Linked DNA regions of Mus musculus: regions 2, 3 and 4 are each linked to region 1. The links are chromatin contacts, called in public Hi-C, HiChIP or PLAC-seq and Micro-C maps. All regions are on one chromosome and are shown on one strand. The core of a region is the stretch at or near the end of the contact, and the rest is flanking DNA. Distances in the headings are between cores, read along the strand shown. Region 1 holds the start of Cask (calcium/calmodulin-dependent serine protein kinase (MAGUK family)). Region 2 has its middle 41 kb from the start of Gm25202. Region 3 has its middle 41 kb from the start of Gm25202. Region 4 holds the start of Nyx (nyctalopin).

Evidence for each region. Hi-C and Micro-C count contacts between places; a contact is called where the count stands out from the background. HiChIP or PLAC-seq counts read pairs in DNA pulled down with a chosen protein or histone mark.
Region 2: a contact with region 1 is called in a Hi-C map of cerebellum, with 2.6 times the contacts expected there. The contact joins the enhancer-like site here to the promoter of Cask in region 1. A contact is called at or near these places in 1 of 39 promoter capture datasets (hippocampal neurons), 1 of 484 Hi-C or Micro-C datasets (cerebellum) and 1 of 115 datasets of contacts at active chromatin or transcription factors (large pre-B cells).
Region 3: an H3K27ac HiChIP or PLAC-seq map of stem cell-derived neural progenitor cells shows a contact between it and region 1, with 7 times the contacts expected there. The contact joins the enhancer-like site here to the promoter of Cask in region 1. A contact is called at or near these places in 5 of 39 promoter capture datasets (the 3T3-L1 cell line, frontonasal cranial neural crest, hippocampal neurons and 2 more), 5 of 484 Hi-C or Micro-C datasets (adipose-derived mesenchymal stem cells, cerebral cortex, neural progenitor cells and 1 more) and 7 of 115 datasets of contacts at active chromatin or transcription factors (astrocytes, embryonic forebrain, embryonic limb bud and 4 more).
Region 4: a contact with region 1 is called in a Micro-C map of macrophages, with 5 times the contacts expected there. The contact joins the promoter of Nyx here to the promoter of Cask in region 1.

What each region holds. Positions count from the first base shown.
Region 1 is chrX:13,845,201-13,848,018 of GRCm38.p6, reverse strand. Cask (calcium/calmodulin-dependent serine protein kinase (MAGUK family)) reads left to right here and starts at 1,463. Exons shown (of 27, transcript NM_001284503.1): 1 at 1,463-2,011. The coding sequence starts at 1,953.
Region 2 is chrX:14,355,475-14,358,292 of GRCm38.p6, reverse strand. No RefSeq gene overlaps it. Among named protein-coding and RNA genes, the nearest start is that of Gm25202, 41 kb to the right of the region's middle. Within about 2 kb of position 1,417, at least 2 of the 459 cell types and tissues checked have an H3K27ac peak or open chromatin away from gene starts, as enhancers often do. A contact at or near this core is called in cerebellum, where this site is marked.
Region 3 is chrX:14,272,766-14,275,583 of GRCm38.p6, reverse strand. No RefSeq gene overlaps it. Among named protein-coding and RNA genes, the nearest start is that of Gm25202, 41 kb to the left of the region's middle. Within about 2 kb of position 1,428, at least 23 of the 459 cell types and tissues checked have an H3K27ac peak or open chromatin away from gene starts, as enhancers often do. A contact at or near this core is called in adipose-derived mesenchymal stem cells, neural progenitor cells, neural tube and 2 more, where this site is marked.
Region 4 is chrX:13,459,700-13,462,517 of GRCm38.p6, reverse strand. It overlaps Nyx (nyctalopin), which reads right to left and starts at 1,428. Exons shown (of 4, transcript NM_173415.5): 1 at 1,035-1,428.

The DNA of each region.
Region 1 (2,818 bases), core at 214-2,713:
AAGGTTTAGCTCCCAAATATTTAGCAAGCAAATCAGCCAGGCTCTCGAGGGAGTGATTAAGGGTTTGTACAGATCGTTTTGTTTTTTGTTTTGTTTTGTTTTGTTTAAAGGAAATGGGCTTTATCTTCACCCTGCCCCCTGCACTTTGGTAAATACTAGTTTAAAAAATACCGCGCTGAGAATTTTAACAGATGATTTCTGGAGAGCTGACTTATGAACTAATTGGACACTTCTGCTATGAGGAGGAACAAAGACTTCTTTTTTTATTGGTCTTCAACTAAGGCATATACCTGTCTGGTGGCGTTGGCTCATTCTGCACATGCTCAGTTGAACAGAAATCTTCATATTGCATACAACCTAGCACAGCGGCAACACCCACAGCCTTACTCCGCGGCTGACCCTGTGCGTCCATTCCTTCTAGTGACATTTTTTTATGCTAAGAACTCCAACACTTATAGGGAGTGAACAAAGCAGATGCTGGTGCTGAGGAACAATATTCAATGGATTTAAAGTCTCTTTACGACACTCTTTTCCTGGTCCGTCTCTAGGTTTTGTCTAGCAGCAATAGAAACTGCATAGATATTGGTTAGTTTGGAGCGGGTGGCAGGCGAAGCTGTTTCGCTAGTTCACTGTTCTTGTTGTACACCTTCCTCTGCAGTTTTTGTTCCGTCCTTTCCTTGGACAATTCTCCCCCTCCCCCAGCCCTCATCTTCATTAAGGAATGGCAAGGTGGCACTAAAAGCATCCACCGCCGCCAAACACGGTCTTGAGTGACAATCTTTCTCCACCTCCTTTCAGGCTTTTTCATTCATTAGAACCTTTTCTCTGCGTTTCCCCCCTCCCCCAGCAAAAACCTGGGGAACGGCTTTCTGAGATTACGAAAGAAGAGGGAAAGCTGCCAGAGTGCTGAGCACGCCGTCTAAGAACGTGCAGACTGCTATGGACCTTTTGTCCCTCGCCCCTCTTCTCCACTTGGTCGCAGCTTGGGAGTAGAGGCGACGACCTCCACCAGCCCCACCTCAGCAGCTGCAACCCGCAACCCGGGCAGCTCCGCTAGCCGACCCCCAGCGCCCTCTAGATTCCCCGCGCCCGCCGGTTCTTCGTGACGTTGCGGGCGCTGCGCGCAGGCGCCACTGGGAGCGCTTTTTTTTTTTCCCCCTCCCTTCCTCCGCCTCCTTCCGCGGTCCACGCCTCCCAACGGGCTGGAGGGGCGGGGCCTGCGGGTCTCGCTGCCGTGCGGGCCGAAAGGGAGGAGGGTTAGTCCGCGCCAGGCGGGTGCTCGGGCTCGGGAGCCTGGCGGCTGCTGAGGCTGAGGGGAGGAGCTGAAGGCAGCGGTCGCGGCTCCCGCCCGCACTGAACGCTCATCCCGCGAAGCCCCCTCCCACACTCGGGAGGGCGGCGGCGGCGGGAGGAGGAGGAGAAGGAGGAGGGAGCGTCTCTGCCGCCGCCTCCTGGTCCCCAGCGCGGATCAGCCGCCACCACCTCCCTTCGCGACGATCCTCCCTCCATGGTGCTGCCGCGGCCCCCCCTGTAGCCCGAGCTGCCCCGCGCCGCGCCGGAGCCGGTCTCGGGCAGAGGGAGCGGTCGCGGCCTCGCGGCCCGCGCGGGCTGACGAGCGGAGAGTGCGGCGCTTCGCGGTCCCCGAGGGTCCGCACGCCCCGGCAGCGCGGTCGCCAGCCACCGCGCGAGGAGCAGCGGGCGGGCGGGCGGCGCCGGGCCCGGGCCGCCCTCGCTCCCACGCCCCGGCCCCGCCGCCCGCGCCGGGGCGGCAGCCGGCAGAGGAAAGGCGCTGCAGTCTCCGGGCCTCACGGCCCCAGTCGAGCTTCCTCAGCACCGAGGGCTTGCGGGTCCTGAGTGGAGGACACGAGCCCGGAGCCGGGCACTGAGCTCTTGGGCGCCCCCAACCCAGTTTTCAGAACCCTCCACGCTGCGGCCGCTGTCCCCTTCGGACCATGGCCGACGACGACGTGCTGTTCGAGGATGTGTACGAGCTATGCGAGGTGATCGGCAAGTGAGTCTCCACGCGAGGGAGCGGGAGTGTGGAAAAATGCTTTTCAGCGATGCCCGGGGCCTCCCGCACCCGTTCCGGGCCTGCCCCCTGCCCTCTCTCCCTCCCCTCTGCCTCCCTCGTTCTCTTCACCCTGGAGAATTTTTAGACGTGTACCTGGGTTTCCTGCCAGGAATGGGTCTGGGGGCTTCTTAGTAATGCGTGGAGGCCACCGAGCCCCGGTCGGCCACCCCATAAGGCGTGGGGCGGGCTCCCTGCATTTTATCTGACGGTTACACAGGGACGTGGCAGGACCGATTTTGTAGTTGCTTCCTGGGAACAGTTGGGGTTTTTGTTACCTTTCCTGTACCATAGACCTTTCACGAAAAGAGCAGCCTGCATTTCATGAGCTTGTGTGGAGAGAGCGAGAGAGCGCGTCCGGGGTTTTTAATTGTGGGGTGTGTGTCTATTGTGCCAGGATATTAGACAGATGCCTTTGTGTTCACCCCATGCCCGGATTTAAGAGGGTCATTGAAGACGGATGCGTCCAGTTTCAGCAAATTCTTCACCTGCCATAGACAAACATAGAAAGAGTTGGGGGCACCCAAATTTTTAATGCCTCGTTATGCAATGACTGTACAATCAGTGCTCGAGGCTCCCTTCCACTGTTGTTGGGATGGTGGTTAGCGTGGTAGAGCCGTCTGCTTTGAGTCACCGGGCTGGTCTAGAATATAGAACTGACAGTCCAAATGCTCATCCTTTCATCTGTGTTGTATAATTACACTAGGGAAAAGCAGGGAATCAGATTAATCACAGTCCTGATTGAGAATT
Region 2 (2,818 bases), core at 168-2,667, 510 kb before region 1:
TACATTTCCCATTAAATGGTTATTAAAATTAAACTCTTGTCATATTCAGTCTCAGACTCTTAGTAATAATCTTTAATAGTGCTGTGAGTATTCATTATAAGGCCAAACAGGAATCCTTTACTCTATTTATTTGTATTTGTGTGTGTGTGTGTGTGTGTGTGTGTGTGTGTGTGTGCGTGTGCACATGATCTTTGCAGTCACTGATGATTATTTTTCATCTCCAATATTTTCTAGAGGTTGAAAATTAGTAATGAGATCATTTTATCTTTCTTTCTTCATTTACCAGCAACTATTACTTTGTCAAATTTTATTTATGTTTTGGGATGCTTGTCTGTCAGTACATCTGTATGCTACATGTGTGACTGGTGCCTGCAGAGGTCAGAAGGAGGTATTAGTCGTCCGTCCCCCCCCCCCCGGCCCCCCTCCAGAACTGGAGTTATAGAAGGTTGTGAGCTGCCATGTGGGTACTGTATGTAGAACCTGGGTCCTCCAAAAAGGAAATAAATTCTCTTAACTACTGAGCTATCTCTTGAACTCAACAACTTCTATTTTATTTTTGATATTTTCTTTACTTACATTTCAAATGTTATCCCCTTTCATAGTTTCCCCTCCGAAAATCCCCTATCCCTTCCCTACTCCCCAGTGCACCCACTCCCAATTCCTGGACCTGGCATCCCCCTATATTGGGGCATAGAACCTTCACAGGACCAAGGGACTTTCTTCCCATTAATGACCGACTAGGCCATCCTCTGCTACATATGCACCTAGAGCCATGAGTCCCACCATGTGTTTTCTTTGATTGGTGGTTTAGTCCCAGGGAGCTCTGGGGGTACTGGTTAGTTGATAGTGTTGTTCCTCCTATGAGGCTGCAAATCCCTTCAGCTCAGATAAACCCATATACATACATATATGCTGGAAATCATTTGCCAACACATACTATGCTTCATTCCTTGTTTTATTTATATATTTCTGTGCAGATATAAAATAGATTTCAGTCTTTTATTGAAAGAATTTGAGTTGTTTCCCACATATCAAAATAATGTGTTGCAATTAATAACCTTGAAGATTTCTTTTTAAGTAATTTTGCTATGAATTAAACAATTTTTCTTTATAAGTACCATTTTTCACCACCACAAACAATGTGAAGAGCATGAAGATGCATTTTGAGTGATAGGAATCTGTTCTAATTTTAGGCAGCAGATAAGTATTCCCTTGCTCACAATCCAGTTAGTTTTATACTTTCTATTGGCAGTATCTGAGCATTGCCCACAAAACCAATAAACTGCTCCTTTTGGTCCTGAACACAGAGAGCAGAGGAAACTAATTATTTCAAGGGGCTGGAATTGGCCCACCTCAGACCTTCTCAGTGGGACAGGATGTGATACTAGCCGAACAAGCTGCACACAACTTAGATGGCCAGACTCCGACGGGCCAGAAGCCTAGCAGGCATGCTCTTCAAATGATCATACAAGATAATGGGAGCTGCAGATCCACAAAGACAACAAAATCATCTGCTTTGAATGTGTTGGGCTTTATATCACTTCCCTGCTGAGAAAGCTACTCAGAATCCTTCCCATCTGTGTTGTCAAATTCAGGCTTATCCTCCCAGTATCCAGATCCTCCAAACAAATCAGCCTCCAGTCTGTTCTCCCCTGCATGGCTCCTCTGCTTTTGCCAAACTAAGCTGCTTGCTATCCTTTACATTTGGAAAGACCCTTTCTGCCTGTGAGTATAGATTCTCTTGTTCTGTATCTGAACGCTAGAAGATAGCCAGGCTATTCTGTTTGCTTCCTCAAAAGTCAGCTAGCACCAGACTCCACTAGAACCAATGTTCTTCTCAACAACTGTTTCATGATCTCGGATCACACAAGGACTGGTGTTTTCTACATCCACAAGATTCTCTCAAACAACTATCATTGTACTCTGCTCATGGTATGGTATGTGTTGAAAACCTGAAAATCTAGGACTCAGTTTTATGACCAGATATATATCAGTCTAGAAGGTAAAGCTAGAAACACAGAATTGGACTCTTTTTCTCCAGCAACAAAGTAGCAAATGAAAGAACCTTGTTTGTACCCACAGTACAGCACACCTTCACACATGATGAGAGTGTGGAAAAAGAACTGGGTTACAAAAAGCAAAATGCCTGTGGTAAACACTGTGAACTTCACTGCTCACACATTACATGCATCAAAGTGAAGCACCACATAGTTCTTAGGATGCTCCCTTATTTTCTCAATCTGAAAGAAATTTCAAAAATGGTTTAACCAGGATTATGGGGAATATATGAGGAAGCTATACATCCATACAAGATGAGCATCCAGTATCTGAAACACTTGAGACAAGATATGCTTTGGAGTCTAACTTTTTCAGATATCAGAATATTTGCATTACATAATGAGATATCTTGTAAATAGAACCCAAATCTAAACATGAAATTTATATATGTTTCATATATACCTTAAATAAATGGTACGGAAAAACTTTATACACCATCTCGGTAATTTTCTGAGTGAAGCTAAGTTTCATGGTAAGAAGTTCTCTGAATGTTGTACCCTGTCAGTACTCAGAGCAACTCATGTTTTGGAACATTTTGGATTTATATGTTCGGATTTGATATTTTCAACCAGTATGTGATTCATACTTACAGAGTCGAACAATATTCTTGAACATTAAAATTTCAGATTATTGTTTTATTTATATTTTTGGTATGCAGTATAACTTTGTGATGAATGTGAATTACTTTTATAATAAGAAACCCATGTAAAATTGAGGCTATGTAAAAAGCATTATAGCATCTGTTTTTGAAACACACTTT
Region 3 (2,818 bases), core at 179-2,678, 430 kb before region 1:
TATTTGGTGGCTGTTCAAGGCAGTTCCAAGAAACAATGCATTTCCCATTTTTAAAAACTGCCTCTATTTCTAGTTTATAGCAAACTTACTGTTCAAAGTTATTATTATACCAATTGAAAAAGATAAAAACTGAAACAAAAGAGGAGATGTCAAAGGCATATGAACTAATTGAGCACCACAAAGAGATTTGAGATTGAGAGCACTTTTAATGGGAGTTTTTGAAGTCTTTGAAGGATAATACTTATTTATAACATGGAAAACAGATGCTGTAGCTCTCTAACTTTGCTGGAATGCAAAAATGAAGTATGTGTCTGCTCATATCCTGTGGGGATCTTTGGTTCCAAATAGGTATCTATGTTACATACCCTATGACATCCTGTTTGAGCTGCCTTGGCTGGGAGAAGTATGTGCCAAAATTCAAAGGGAAAGCCAAAGTATTCTTTAAAAATATCTATTTCAGATATACTTAATGTAATGTCTGAGATATACTTGCTGTGTTCAGAACATAGATGTTGAAAAATAAATACAGTTGGGTTTCTGATCAACTCTTAAAAAGAAAAGGGAGTCATCTAGGATATCTTTGAGAAGGTCAAGTAGACAAATTAACTGATAATAGTTAGAGGTGTCTGTATCCACAATGGCTGGGATAACTTTCCACAGTGGTAGGACATAAAACTTACATATGAATACATTAATGTCAACATTACAGCCATGCTCCCCCAACTCATCCTGCATTATCTTCTTCTCCCCAGTGAGCTAACTGCCAGATCCTACTTTGTCTTCTATAGAAGTTTATAAAATCAAATGTCACTTAGCAACAGGGATACATGCTAGGAAATGTGTCAGTAGGTGTTAGAACATCACTGTGTACTCAACACAGATCAAGATGGCCAAGTTGTCACTAAATGATATGATCTTGTGGTGCTATCATTGGTTTTGCAGTCAATTGCCAACCAAACATCATTATGCAGCACATTGACTGTACTTTCAACACAGACTTCATTATTTCCACTCTCATAAGCCAATGTTTGTTCCTCATCCCTGGAAACATTTAAGAATTGAAATAGATCAAGAGAACTCTCAAACTCCTAAACACCCTTCTAATTCAGTCCTTAGGAGTTGCTTCTCATGAACGTGGTATGTTTGTCTCTTAAAGAAAGCTTTCACTGCACCTGCCTTTACCCTCCCACTGTTGCCCACAGACATATCATGATGCACTATCCCCCAGGAGTACCCAGAAGGAAATTGTAAAGTTTGCCGGATGCATATACTAATTTCAATAGCCTATCCTTGCTAGGTTATTTCCCAAGTGAAGCAGGGAATTACTAACAGATGACTTTTTTTTTTCCTGGAGCTGGGGAATCTCACCCTGAAAGCCTGAAGAGTAAACACAAAACATATGTGTGGCAGATGCTCACATTTAAAGATCCTGAAAAAGGCAGCATGCACATTCTTTGGCAACTTAGAGGGCCAGTCATGGCCGCAGACTCAATGCAGATGAATAGCAGCATTCTCATGGGACATAACTTCAGCCATATTCACATGTTGTCCATGAGCCACGTGAATGCTCATTACCTAGCTTGTAGATAATAAATGAAGATCTGCCCTCAAATTTTCAAAATCGAAATGCTTATGGGTAGGGTCTTAAATAAGCATTTCTAACAAGTACCCAGATGATTCTTCTCTTGGCACATCAAGGGTGAGAATTGCTGCTGGCAGAGCTTCCACTGCAGCTGACCAGGAGAGTTCCATCACCATGGCAACATGCTTTACAGCCATTTGGAAGCAACTCACTCTAATGTCACAGTAGATGGGAAGCATGCTACTGCTGGGGGTGATTAAGAAATGGTCCAGTCACGGTACGGGAAGATTCAATCAGCACCAAACTGGCTTGCAGACTGCAGAGAACAGAAGTTTTTTTCAAAAATGAGAACAATAGAAAATAGGATTTTTATCATTGTATTTGCATCTGATGGTCAGTTGGAATATATTTTTAAAAATGAATAGGGAACTTGGAACATTAGCTCTACTAATATCCTGAGAAGAGCTGTAACGGGGGTAAAAAGTAGAAAAGGAAGGCTAAAATTAAAACTACTTTCAAGAGTCTAAATTGTTGCTCTTTTCTCCTCCTATGTTTGGAAGCTTTGCCAGAACCCAGCCTATTTTTAAAGGCTCTGGAAACCCACTCCGGGTGATTTTTAGAGGATGTGACCACAAATGGTGCCTGTGCTTTATCGGGTCCCGAATAATATATGTGTGGATCTGGGCAACTGTAAAGGAAACTTTTATCATAAAAGAGCAAATGAAACTCTGGTGTGTATGAACTAACAGTTTGAACATCCATATTAGTCTCGGATGTTTTTCCAAGGGGACTGAATTTTATAAAATCTGAGACACAGTATGGTTTTTATTCCCTCTTACCATATCCGTAATACAGAAAATATGTACCAGTTGAGTAAGAACACACATGGGTTAATTGCTATTTTAAAGTGATCTATAATGGGCCAAGTCTCCCTTCCACACATTTGGGTCTCAGTTGTTTCTAATATGTTCATGTCTTTTCAGGAAAAAAATTGCAATGAATAGATGAAAATATAGAAAGGTGGCTGGTTGAGGTATTCAGAGAGAGAGAGAGAGAGAGAGAGAGAGAGAGAGAGAGAGAGAGAGAGAGAGAAGAAAGTTTGAATTACCAAACAGCAGCTTTTAAAACAAGAATGAGCCTTTGAAGGCTTCTTAAATCACCCCCCCGAAGGAAATATAATATAACAGTCTGTTTTTCATTACTATAACAAAATACCTGCCATTGGGCAATGTTATA
Region 4 (2,818 bases), core at 179-2,678, 390 kb after region 1:
TCAGATATAAAAAAATAAAGTAAATGGTTATTAAAGGTTCTAAAATAAGTCAATTTTGACTCTCCTCTTTTCACAAAATTCCACACCAAGTTGTTCTAATCAGACGAAGCTTCTTCAGAAAACTTGAGGTTACAATGCTGAAGGCAGAGCAAGGAATTGGTCGCCTAGGTTATGGTTGGTTTTTGTTGTTTTGCTTTTGTTGTTTTTTTTTTTTTTTTGTTTTCTCTCCTGAGATTCCAGTAAGAAGCCAAAGAGTCACCCTCACTGCCTATGTGAGATCAGGATGAGGCACCCCTAAACTGCCTTAGCTGAAACCATCCTTTTGTTGGAATCCCTGGCTCCTTGTAGGGCTGGGGGAATCGACCTGAATTCACAGCCTTAGCTCTGGACTGCAGCAGGGGACGCTACTTATTCTGCTGACTCTCAGAATGACGTCACCCCAAGGACAGGCCCAGACAAAGTCGGGATGCAGGCTCGTACCGGATTCCGGGTCCTGCGCACAAAGCGTGCCTTGGCGGTCGGTCGTAGAGGGGCAGCTGGCCACGAGTCCCCAGTATGAACGTTTAAGTCCCTATTCCTTCCCACCTCTCTGGATTTCGAAAACTAGTTCAGCTCGCTAGCCCGGGTTAGCAACCACTCGTGACGCACCAGGGGACTTTTTCCCTCTCAAGGTCACGTCCTTGCGAAACCTGGACAGCCACTGCGGGTAACCCGTGCTGCAGCCCCGCCCGCTCCCAAGGTCTGGTGGGGCGGGGCATCCGAGCATGGGCCCCGCCCTCCCAGGCTTGCCCATCAGAGGGCGCTGAAGCTCCAGCGCTGGACCAGTGCCACCGCAACCTATCTTATCGTCCCCGCCAGGAAGCAGGCTCCAGCATGGCGGCGCGGGGGCGGCTGCCTGGCCCGGAAAGGCCCGGGGCACGCCTGAGCCGGAAATCTTAGTCACGCACCTGAAGTCGCTGGAAGGCTAGCTGCCCTGGTCAAAGGACAGCCTGCCAAAAGTCCCTCTGGAGAGGGTCCTTCAGTGACCTACTCACCTGACTGACCCTGGAGTCAGGAGGGTGGATAATAAGCCAGTCTGACACAGCACATAAAGGGTTGGCCCAGGATTTCTTCTGCTGTGCTTCTCAACAGACTCGCTGCCCTAATACTCCAAAATGCACGTTCCAGGAGCTGCATGTGAAATCGCCACTCTCTGTGGCCTCCAAAAATAGAGCTGTAGGCCCATCTGCCTTGCCCAAGGAAAAGACCCAAACTCAATGCAGCAGGGAACTGCCAAGTATCAAATCAATGTCCCAGTCTCAAAGAGGCCTCTGAAACAATGGTTGATGGCGCTGACACATGCTAAGAGGTGAAAGAGGTCCTGGGACAGGTTTCCTAAGCCACCAGCAGCACGGCCAGACAACAGTTGAAATCAGTAGTTATGGACCTAAGGAGCTAGAGGCTTTAGAATAAAATGTTAGGGGGAAGAAAGGAATTGTTCTGATCTGTGATCAGAAGGACTAGGATAAGAGGAATTGGGCAGAGTCCCAGGAGTGAAGGGTTAGTCAGTCCATAGCAGAATTGCTGCATTTTGGCAAGTCCGTTCTGAAAGCTGAAAGTGAGGTGACCTTCAATGGGTAGTCTTCGGCACACAGGGCAACAATGCAGTGCAGCAGATTTGTCCTTTTCTTTGTTGATTTAGCTGGAAGCTGTCAGTTAAAATAATCTCATCTGATCTCTTCCTCCATTCTCTGGCCTGTAACTTAATTTAGAGAGTTTCAGAATTCTCTTATCACAGGTATTCAAGGCAGGCAAAAGATCCCGGAACATCTGATTTCAGAAGACAAGCCATCGAAGATACCTGAGTCTGTGCAATGTTGAGCCACCAGGCAACTGAGTCTCTGCTGATGACCTGTCAGAAAAACAAATGCTGGGAGAGGCTTGGGCCTCCCTGCTGCTCTCAGATAGGCACCTTTTGCCACTTAGAAAATTAGTGTTTGACAGACATACACGAGGCTAGAGCTTGAAGCTGACCAGCAAAGAAAAGATACAAAGGCTTCCACTTTCCACCTGTCAAAGGAATGGATCTAGGGACAAAGAAGTCTGTCGGGCCTGAGATGGGATGGGATCTTCCACCCCACAAAACCCCTGAGGCGTCTATTTGAAAAAATGGGTGAGCTTTAAAACATTTTCCTCACCTGGACTTGAATTTAAAATCCTGTTAGGTTTGAGAGTCGCCTTTCCTGGATACATGTGGCTACCGTTCCTCGTGAAAGAACCCTCTCCTTACAGCAAATGGAGGCTACCACAGAAAACCACAACTGGAGCAATAGATTCTAGGGAGCTCAGGCCCAATGGATACACCTACACCACCACTCCTGCATCTATGACTCAGGGAGCATCGATGAAGAGAAGGAAGTCTGCTGTGAAATGGTCTCTCCTACAAATGACTGCATAAACAAACCAGAACAAAGGTAATATCACAGACATGTTCTCAGGGAAGGGGAAATCCACCAGGCCCCATCCTTAGGCAAAGAGCTACCTACAGGCAACTAATGGCTTTGGGAAAGATGACTAGCCTCTCCCAGTAATGAGCATCCTTAATTGGTTGTCTAATGCAGAATGGTCAGCCTTGAACACACATACACACACACACACACACACACACACATCACCAACAAAAATGGACTGAGCAGGTTGGATATGTGTGTGTGTGTGTGTGTGCACACGCGCGTGCATATTTCATACTCACATGCACACAAATATGTATGTAACAATAAATAAAATATGCTATCTACTTAGGAGTATACGAGGACATAGGAGGGCATCAGGGAAGGGT